Regions from separate parts of the Pan troglodytes genome. Here all the other regions are linked to region 1. Evidence: chromatin contacts called from public HiChIP or PLAC-seq data. All regions are on one chromosome and are shown on one strand. Each heading gives the region's core, a stretch centred on a gene start, on an enhancer-like site or on the middle of the called end of the contact. The rest is flanking DNA. Distances are from core to core; before and after follow the strand shown. Region 1 holds the start of NCOA6 (nuclear receptor coactivator 6). Region 2 holds the start of TRPC4AP (transient receptor potential cation channel subfamily C member 4 associated protein). Region 3 holds the start of MMP24OS (MMP24 opposite strand).

Region 1 (3,198 bases), core at 618-3,117:
AGGAATGTCATGGAATGACGATAGCATGGCTCATTGCAGCCTTGACCTCCCAGGCTCAAGCGATCCTCCCACCTCAGCCTCCTGAGTAGCTGGGACTACAAGTACAAGCCACATCAGGTGGCTAATTTTTTTTATTTCTTTTGTAGAGATGGGGTCTGCCAGCTCCTGGGCTCAAGCAATCCTCCCACCTTGGCCTCCCAAAGTGTTGGGATTACAGGCGTGAGCCACTGTGGCTGGCCGGAGCATCTCTTAAAACTCTAGAAAGTTAGAAGGTCTCAAAGATAACTTCTTTGCACAATTAGAGATGAACCAGGAAATACCAAATAACTGGCTGCCTATACTTTTTTGTATTCCCTTCAGCCTTTGTATTGCCACACTCATTACAGGAAGAAAACAAATTTAATAGTTATCTGGTGTATACTGTTATGCTTCATTTCTTGTTGTTTTTGTTTGTTTGCTTTTAGTTTCATCACAAGAATGTTATGCTTCATTTCTTAACACCTTTCTCCCAGCTAGCAAATTCCTTTAAGGCAATGTGTTTAGTGAGGAAGCAGCCGACAATTTCTAGTACCCCTCTGCCACTAACTTGTAAGATCTTGAAAAGTCAACTTTACCTTTCTATGTTTCAGCTAAAATCACTACCTGATTTGAAATCTTTACTTGATCTCTCAGGCCTTTGTAGTTTTTATACATTCACTCTTCTTCACCATTTTACTGGCTTCAATAACGCCTTTCTGATGACCTCTCCAGGTGACTCTGCTCTTAAGCTGTGGGCTGTCCCCTTCCAGGGAAGACACCTTGGGTCACCGCCCCCAAACAGCCAGGTCCCTCCTTTTAAAGACACACACAACTCCCTAAGTTGATAAAGGTTCTCTCCTTTCTTGCCAACCAGTTAGTTCCACTCTCTGTGCCTCTTTTGCCGGCCAGCTCCTGCACCCAAACCTCAGTCTCCCTTTGTCCCCCTTTTCTCTCATCAAACACCTCCTTTTTCCTGTTGCTTCCCCCAAGAGGGGGTGGAGGATGCTTGGGACATAAGTCTTCAGAGCCTTGGGAGTTATACAGCTTTGCAATTCAGCCCCAGTACCCCAAGGACTGCCCCAATCTGAACCAGCGTCTGTACCCAAAGGGCCCTCATTCCTCATCAATCACCTCCTTCCCTCCCAGCAAAGAACCGCTCCAGCCCTGACAGCCTGAGATCGGCCCCCATGCCTCCACCCCAATCCCCAGGTCCTACCTGCACTAGGGCTCTAACACCGCCTAAGGCCTAACCCAGTTCCACGTCCTGCCATTCTCTCAGCCCATAGACCCCAATCCCGGTTCCCTTCGGACCCAGGGTTCCTTCTCCGCGACCCTGACCACGACCCCACGACCGGCTCCCGCCTGTTCCCCAGGCCTAGAGCGCCACCCCGTGCAGACCCCGGCCAGCCCTGCACTCCCTCAGTGCACCGGCCCCCGCGCCCAGCACCCTCCCCACCCAGCCGGGCCGCCGCTCCCTCCAGCGCCCCCGCCCGCAGGCCTGGGGCCCGCTCCCCAACATGGCGACGGGGACACAAGCGCGGCGGGCGGGGCGGCTCCGGGCCGGGCCCGCTCTCAGACCGTGCCACTCGGTCGCCCGGCGCCATTTTTCCGCGCCGGCCCGGGCGGCGCCTCCTCCCCGCGAAGCCAGCCCGACAAGGACCGCGGACGCCCGGCGGGCCCACCCCTTACGGGCCCGCGCCGCCGTCCCCTCACCTGAGCGCGGCCCCGGCCCTCCCGGGCGGGCCTTGGAGCGCCGGCCCGGGCCGTGCGTGCCCGCCGCCCTCCGTGCGTCCGTCCGTCAGTCCTCGCGTGCGCCCGTCTGTCCCGCCGCCCGCGCCCGGCCGCCCGCAGCCCGACCCGGCAGGGCCTCACGGAGCCGGCGGGGAGGGGGATGGGCCGGACCGGGCCGGGGAGGGAGGGGGAGGGAGGGAGAGAGGGAGGGAGCGCGAGAGGGGGCGGGGCGGACTCGAGGGGCGGGGCATTGCCCACGTGACCAGACGTCCCCGGGAGCGCGAGGTGAAGCGCGCGCCAGCTCCCTTCGGTGCTGAGTGCTTAGTGCTGGGATCTCGTGGGTTTCTGTCGGCTTCCCAGGGCTATTCTCTCGCCAGTGAGTCCCACTTCGGAAGCACACATTGCACAGCCTTTTGCGAGCGCTCTGAGTATCCTTGGACATGGCAACTCCAAGCCTCAGTTTACCCATCTGAAATATGGGGAAAATCATAGTGCTTGTGAAGAGCAAATGGAGGTAGGCATGGAAAGCACTTGTCACCGTGCCTGACACATACTGTCTAATAATAAGCTTAATGGGATATAGATAAAAGCTTTCATTATTATTTGCCTCTAAATCCCTCTCTTCTTTTTCCCATCATTACCTCCCTAGCAAGCTAAAATGCTCAGTAAATAGAATTATTGATCGAACGAGTGTGGCCCCTCCCCTCTTCCCAAACGTAGAAAGACCTCCTCAGCACTGGACTTCATGTCTGTCATACAGGCCTGGATTCATATCTGGCTTTCACTGTTTTTTAAAATTTTTCTGTTTTTTCCCACACTACACTGATGTATTTTTTAAATTTTCGTACGTACGTAGTAGGTGAATGTATTTATGGGGTACATGAGATTTTGATACAGGCATGCGATGTGTAATAATCACATCATGGTAAATGGGGTATCTAGCAACTCAAGCATTTATCCTTTGTGTTACAAACAACCCAATTATACTCTAGTTATTTTAAAATGTACAAGTAAATTTTGTGTGTGGGGGGGTTTTTTTTTGTTTTTTGTTTTATTTTTGTTTTTTTGAGACGGAGTCTCACTCTGTCGCCCAGGCTGGAGTGCAGTGGCGCGATCTCAGCTCACTGCAACTTCCGCCTCCCTGGTTCAAGGGATTCGCCTGCCTCAGCCTCCTGAGTAGCTGGTACTACAGGCGCATGCCACCACGCCCAGCTAATTTTTGTATATTTTTTAAGTAGAGATGGGGTTTCACCATATTGGCCAGGCTGGTCAGGAACTCCTGACCTCATGATCCGCCCGCCTCGGCCCCTCAAAGTGCTGGGATTATAGGCGTGAGCCACCGCGCCCGGCGAATTGTTTTTTACTGTAGTCACCTTCTTGTGCTAGCAAATACTAGGTCTTATTCTTTCTAACTATTCTTTTGTACCCATTAATCATTCCCACTTCCCA
Region 2 (2,959 bases), core at 371-2,870, 270 kb after region 1:
TTGATCTCCACAACAATCTTAAAAGGTAGGTTACTAATTCTCATCTTCATCTTACAAGTGAGGAAACTGAGGCACAGAAAGGTCACCTGCCCAAGCAAGAGAGAGGAGCAGGGCTTTGAACCCAGGCCTGACTCCAGAGTCCCTCTTAACCATGACGCTCTACACTAGCAAACCAGATATAGTCTCTGCACCCGCTGGAACTCAGCCTAATGTGGGAGACGGGCGAGAAAAAGGCAGACAACAAAGAAATACGAAATTATAGACTAAGAAAGTAATGTAAACGAAACGAATTCGCGGCTGTGACAGAATAACAATGGGGACCTACTTTAGAAAGGGGAAGGAAAGAGTGTCAAGGAAAGGCCTGAGAAAATGACATTTATGAAACGCTTGGGAACCGTTTGGGGGCTGCAATGATGACCCCCTCCCCCACGCCCAATACACGGGATAAACTCGAGGCCCACAGAGGCTAAAACAAACACGACAGGGTCCCCCAGACGTGTAGACGTGGCGCAAAGAAGGGAGGATCCAGAAACTGGGCCCAGGGTTCGTACACGCCATCAGTGTCCACAGCAGCCCAGCCCCGCTCGGCCCCTGACAAGGGACATCAAGCCAGCTGCTTCCCACGGCCCCGCTGCGGCTGAGAGCGTCCGGGCAGCTCACAGGGAGGCCTTGCGGCCAGCCAAAAGGGCTTTGGCCCGTCCAGCGGCAGCCTGGAAAGGCCTCTTCCCCGGCCCCCCGCCAGCTCCCGCCTGGTCCGCCCCGCCCCGCCCCTCCTGGTCCAGCCTCGTACCTGCACCGCCCGGACCAGGCCCCGGCCAGTCAGCTGGCCCTGCCGCAGCTGCAGCAGAATGTTACCAGGCCGCGGCCGGCCGCCCCATCCGCCCCAAGCCGCCACTGTGGCTGCCGACCGTCTCCCTCGACCGGCTCCAGACCCAGCCGCTACCGGCGCCGCCGCCATGTCTCCTCGTCGGACAAACAGGAAGCAGGCGGCCTCGGGGCCGCGGAGATTTCTACGGGGCGGCGGAGGGGTCGCCGCAGCGCCCCCAGTGGGCCGTCGGCGGAGGCGCAAGCCGCGTGGCAGGGACCGTGCGCGGCGTGGAGGCTACTGGGAATTGTAGTCTTGCGCGGCAGCGGGGTAGGTGGGAAAAGAGATGTGGCCTTTCCTGCACTGCCGGTTTCTCTGGCCCCCGGGCCCAGCATTTCGGCGAAATCTCCCAAGGTCCACATTCTCCCATTTCTCTCGCCGATTTGGGCAGGATGCAGGCAGCTGGCCAAGAAATGATCCTGGGCTTCAGGTCAGGAGTCAGGCCCTCGAGTCCGCTTCCTGCCTGCTTCTTTCTACACGTGACTCACCGCGGACGTCGACCAAGTCATCGCGCTCTGCCACTGCGCCTGTGTCCTCGTCAGGTCACTCCATCTATAGATTCTGGGAGCCTGATCAATCGTAGTTCCTGGGGCTTTCTCTGCGCCCGACACCAAACCATGTCTAGGGGAAAGGGAGGGTGTCTGGGATACAGTGGTGAGCAGAACGGCCTGGGATCCTTTATCACGAAATGCAGGTTACAGGGGAAGACAGCAGATCCATACACAAAGAAACGCAGTCTCAAACTGGATAAGTTGTGTAACTGGATAGGTTGTTGTGAAATTAAATAATGGAAGGGAAAGGGATTAGTAAATTGTGACATCATATTCTCTGTCAGATGAAAACCCTGTCCTAATTTCTATCCACCAGCTAGCATGTTATCTCTACCATGACCCCAAATACTCATTTTTTCAGCTAACTTCTGTGGCAGGATGGCACTGACTCCCCCCACCCAACACACACACACTTTTTCCCTTCCTAGCAGGGGGCCTGTAATAAAAATGAAAGAGGAGAGCTAAGTGTGATAAGTGTGATATAACAGGGAATGGTGAAGATTGTGACTCATAACTAAGATGACTGTAACTTACTGCTCAAACCAGAACACTTTAAAGAATGAAAAGACACAATAAATAATTACACCGGGACGGTAGGCATGAAAGTGACTCTCCCAGGTGAACTGGCACTATGATTACCATCCTCACACCCCATCTAAAAGGAGTAGACTCACCATCCATCTTCATAGAACTAGAAAAAAGAATCCTAAAAATCATATGGAACCAAAAAAGAGCCTGCATGTCCAAAGCAAGACTAAGCAAAAAGAATAAATCTGGAGGCATCACATTACCTGACTTCAATCTATACTATAAGGCCATAGTCACCCAAACAGCATGGTACTGGTATAAAAATAGGCACATAGACCAATGGAATAGAATAGAGAACACAGAATAAAACCAAATACTTATAGCCAACTGATCTTCGATAAAGCAAACAAAAACATAAAGTGGGGAAAGGACACCCTATTCAACAGCTGGTGATAACTGGCAAGCCACATGCAGAAGAATGAAACTGGATCCTCATCTCTCACATTATACAAAAATAAACTCAGCCGGGCGCAGTGGCTCACACCTGTAATCCCAGTGGCTCACACCTGTAATCCCAGCACTTTGGGAAGCCGAGGTGGTCAGATCATGAGGTCAGGAGTTCGAGACCAGCCTGGCCAACATGGTGAAACCCCATCTCTACTAAAAATGCAAAAATTAGCTGGGCGTGGTGGCATGCACCTGTAGTCCCAGCTACTTGGGAGGCTGAGGCAGGAGAATCACTTGAACCCTGGAGACAGAGGTCACAGTGAGCCGAGATCACGCCACTGCACTCCAGTTTGATGACAGGATGAGACTCCATCTCAGAAAAAAAAAAAAATAGCCAAAGAAGTTACAGTCAGGAGATATTTTGTTCCCTATAGAAACTGAATATAACATCTTAAAATTTGTCCCTGAGTGTTGTTTCTTAGAAACTCAAACCCCCACCAAATGGATCTGCTGATCGGCAAACCTCAGATAAGGGAGAGCTGAGAACTAAACTTTTGACTTCTATATT
Region 3 (3,081 bases), core at 157-2,656, 450 kb after region 1:
CTAGAGGCTTCCAATCTCAGATTCTCCTACCTGTGGTCATCTGTCCATCACCCCAGGACAGGGCAGACAGAGGGGCAAAGCACTGGGGGCCCCAGGGCCTAGCTTCCCCTCAGCCTGGGGGACATCACAGCATTTCAGTGTCAGTCACATTTTAAACTGATCAGCCTTTGTATAATGTTTTTTAAATCATTTCTAAATAAAACAGAAATACAGAGTGTGTCATTTCCCTGGGATGAGGGAACAAAGATCAGGTTCCAAGAGTAACCTTAGGACGCTCTGGGAGGAGAACCGGGTCCTTTGGGGTGTCTGGGAGCTGCCCACCCATCTCCTCTGCCAGACCGGCGGTCAGATAGCCTCCCTCTACAACAGGCTGGCCCTGGGGACCCAGGGTTATTGGGGTTCCAGGAACACAGCCTGATGATGCCTCCTTACGATCCAGGATGGGGAGCAGCCCCCCCAGGAGTATGGGGAGGGTCACTGTGGCACGGGCTTCTCCAAAGTCAAGGCCCCTGGTGCCATGACCTGGGACACATAGTCAAGAGCACGGTTATCAGCAATACAGATATTAATAAAAGGCAGACGAAGTCAGGAGGTCAGCAACTTTGCGGGCTTACCAGGAGGCCTGCCCTGCCTCTGGAAGCCAGCGACAGAGAGGGATGCCCCCGACCCAGCCAGCCGGAGAAAGGGATGGGGTGGTCACAAAGGTCTGAGCTGGGTCTGGGTGTAGGCTGGGAAGCAGGCTGGGGTGTAGACTGCGAAGGCGGCCCTGCCGGGACTTCTTTCCAGTCCCCGGCGACCTCTTCGAATTCTCTGCTATCTCTGGGGAGCCTCGGGTGGGAGGGGGTGTAAGAGACGCAGGGACGTGGGGAGAGGAGACAAGGCAGGCAAGAACCACAGGGGACGGCGGACAGACGGGCGACATCCTCCGGAGGACGCCGTCAGTACCAGGAAGTGCAGGCGATGAGGAAGCGCACGTCGTCCAGCGGCCCCCACGGGCTGGGCTCGGGCTGGGGCTGGGGCTGGGGCTGGGGCTGGGGCTGGGGCTGGGGCTGGGGCGGACGCCGGGGCTGTTCCGGGCCCTCCGGCGCCGCAGGCTGGGGCTGGGGCTGGGGCTGGGGCTGGGGCTGGGGCTGGGTTTGCGCAGGCTCCGGGGCGCCGCGGCCGCCGCTTAGCTGAGCCCCCATGGTCTGCAAGAAGAGAAGCCCTTTAGGTCTGGGTCGCCGGGACACCCCGCTAGGGCCCCGCCCCAGCTCTGCCCTCACCTCTCGCAGCCAGACCCGCGGGTCTCCCGGAACCCACCTCGGCGTCGGGAGGAGCTGGCGCCGTGACGCCACCGCGCACCGACCTCACCCTCCGTGCGTTGGAGCGGAAAGGAGGGACTCGACCCTGTGCTCCGGGGCGGGGCTCCGCGACCGTCCCCCGCCAATCCCGCCCCAGCGCCTCAAGGCCCCGCCCCGCGCAAGGGGACGGAATGCGCCCCAACAGCCTCCAAGGCGCCCAGGCCAGGACGACGCTGGGAACCCGCTGCCCCGCCCCACGCCCACCCAGGAAAGGACCTGCAACCTCCATCCACCTTAGTCAAAGAATGCCCCGAAGCCAGATGCCCCAGAGCTCTCACAGGGGACTTGCCCAGCTCAGGGGAAAATCGGAACGGACTCTCTGCCTTTCAAGGCCAGAGAAGACCGGCGCAGAAGTCGGGTGAAAACTGTGAGAACTAGACCGGGCGCCGTGGCTCACGCCTGTAATCCCAACACTTTGGGAGGCCGAGGCGGTGGGTCGCTTGAGTTCAGGAGTATAAACCAGCCTGGGCAACACAGTGACTTCGTTTCTACAAAAAAATAAACGAGGCGAGAGGATCGCTTGAGCCCAACAGGTCAAGGCTACAGTGAGCCATCCTTGCGTCACAACACTCCAGCCTGGGTGACAGAGGGAGACACTGCCTCAAAAAGAAAAAAGAAAAAAGGAGAACTGTAGTGGAGAGTGTTTCTTGCCCCAGGATGAAGCCTCACATCCTGATGGTAGAGGAGAAGGGAATGGCGTGTGTGGAGGTGGTGTACTGGGTTGGTTGTGTGTTGTGTTCATCCCACCCTATCTTCCCAGAATGCTGGAACAACTGGAGAGTGCAGGGATTGTACACAGGCTGAGGGCCTCAAACATCACATTCAGAATGGCCCGGAGGGAACTGCACTTTAATGGGGTGGCACAGGACAGCAGAACCCTCAGCCAGCAGCCACAGGGCCTGCCAGTGAGCACAACAGAGCAGGTTTTTGCAGTAATGATAGATCCAGGCGATAAGCACAGGTGGAAAAGGGTTGGGTGCCCAGCCCCTCAGTCCCAGTGAGCTCTCTGCCACCTCCCTGCCAGCATCCGGTACAGATTGGGCGGAATGTGGAGAAGGTTGGCCACAGTCCAGAGCCAGGAGCCCATGGAACAACTTGGAAGGTGACTCAGGTGAGGCTGAAGAGAAAGGAAAGCGCACGGTCAGTAGCTGTTTCACAGAGCCCACCTCACTCTCAAGGTGCCTGCCTCAGCCCTCATCCCCGGACCAGCTCTGACAAGCTGCTCAAGCAGCTACTGCTCTAGTATCCTAGCCCTGAAAAACCACAAAGATGAGGATTAGCAGATGCTCAAGAAATATTTTTTGAATATGCTGGCTCTTATCTGCTCAGCAGTGTGCAGATATGCTCTCACACTCGAGAAGCTACCAGAACAAACTGGTAGGCTCCCATTCTAGATGACATCTTTTCCCCATACTCTCAAAATGCAAGTTAACCCCCAACCCTGAGCAGAAGAAAGGAGAGGCCCCAGGTACCTGTCAATGAGGGAATCCCGCATGCTGGTGGCAATGGTGCTAGGCTGGGCTTCATTCAGCTTGAAGACACTCTCCACCACTGACAGCTCTGTGCTGGTTGTGTCCAGGCCACAGAAGGCACACCAGTCATTCACCACCATCCCAGCAGCAATCACCTCACTGCCTCGGTTCACAGTCCCCGCCTGCCAAGGGATGGGCTCAATGTGAGTCACGGCACCAAATTCTCTCCCTCCTCAATGAAGACTCTCCCCAAACCCTGCTCCTCCCTG

Evidence for each region. HiChIP or PLAC-seq counts read pairs in DNA pulled down with a chosen protein or histone mark.
Region 2: an H3K4me3 HiChIP or PLAC-seq map of stem cell-derived excitatory neurons shows a contact between it and region 1, with 2.5 times the contacts expected there. The contact joins the promoter of TRPC4AP here to the promoter of NCOA6 in region 1. A contact is called at or near these places in 1 of 7 Hi-C or Micro-C datasets (stem cell-derived neural progenitor cells) and 1 of 1 datasets of contacts at active chromatin or transcription factors (stem cell-derived excitatory neurons).
Region 3: a contact with region 1 is called in an H3K4me3 HiChIP or PLAC-seq map of stem cell-derived excitatory neurons, with 4 times the contacts expected there. The contact joins the promoter of MMP24OS here to the promoter of NCOA6 in region 1. A contact is called at or near these places in 1 of 7 Hi-C or Micro-C datasets (stem cell-derived neural progenitor cells) and 1 of 1 datasets of contacts at active chromatin or transcription factors (stem cell-derived excitatory neurons).

The regions. Positions count from the first base shown.
Region 1 is chr21:41,061,069-41,064,266 of NHGRI_mPanTro3-v2.0_pri, forward strand. NCOA6 (nuclear receptor coactivator 6) reads right to left here and starts at 1,868. Exons shown (of 16, transcript XR_010154202.1): 1 at 1,732-1,868.
Region 2 is chr21:41,326,741-41,329,699 of NHGRI_mPanTro3-v2.0_pri, forward strand. It overlaps TRPC4AP (transient receptor potential cation channel subfamily C member 4 associated protein), which reads right to left and starts at 1,621. Exons shown (of 19, transcript XM_514600.9): 1 at 791-1,621. The coding sequence starts at 958.
Region 3 is chr21:41,512,625-41,515,705 of NHGRI_mPanTro3-v2.0_pri, forward strand. MMP24OS (MMP24 opposite strand) reads right to left here and starts at 1,407. Exons shown (of 4, transcript XR_676210.5): 1 at 1,263-1,407. It overlaps MMP24 (matrix metallopeptidase 24), which reads left to right. Exons shown (of 9, transcript XM_016937754.4): 9 at 1-212. It overlaps EIF6 (eukaryotic translation initiation factor 6), which reads right to left. Exons shown (of 7, transcript XM_001164516.7): 6 at 2,813-2,994; 7 at 2,169-2,457. The coding sequence ends at 2,448.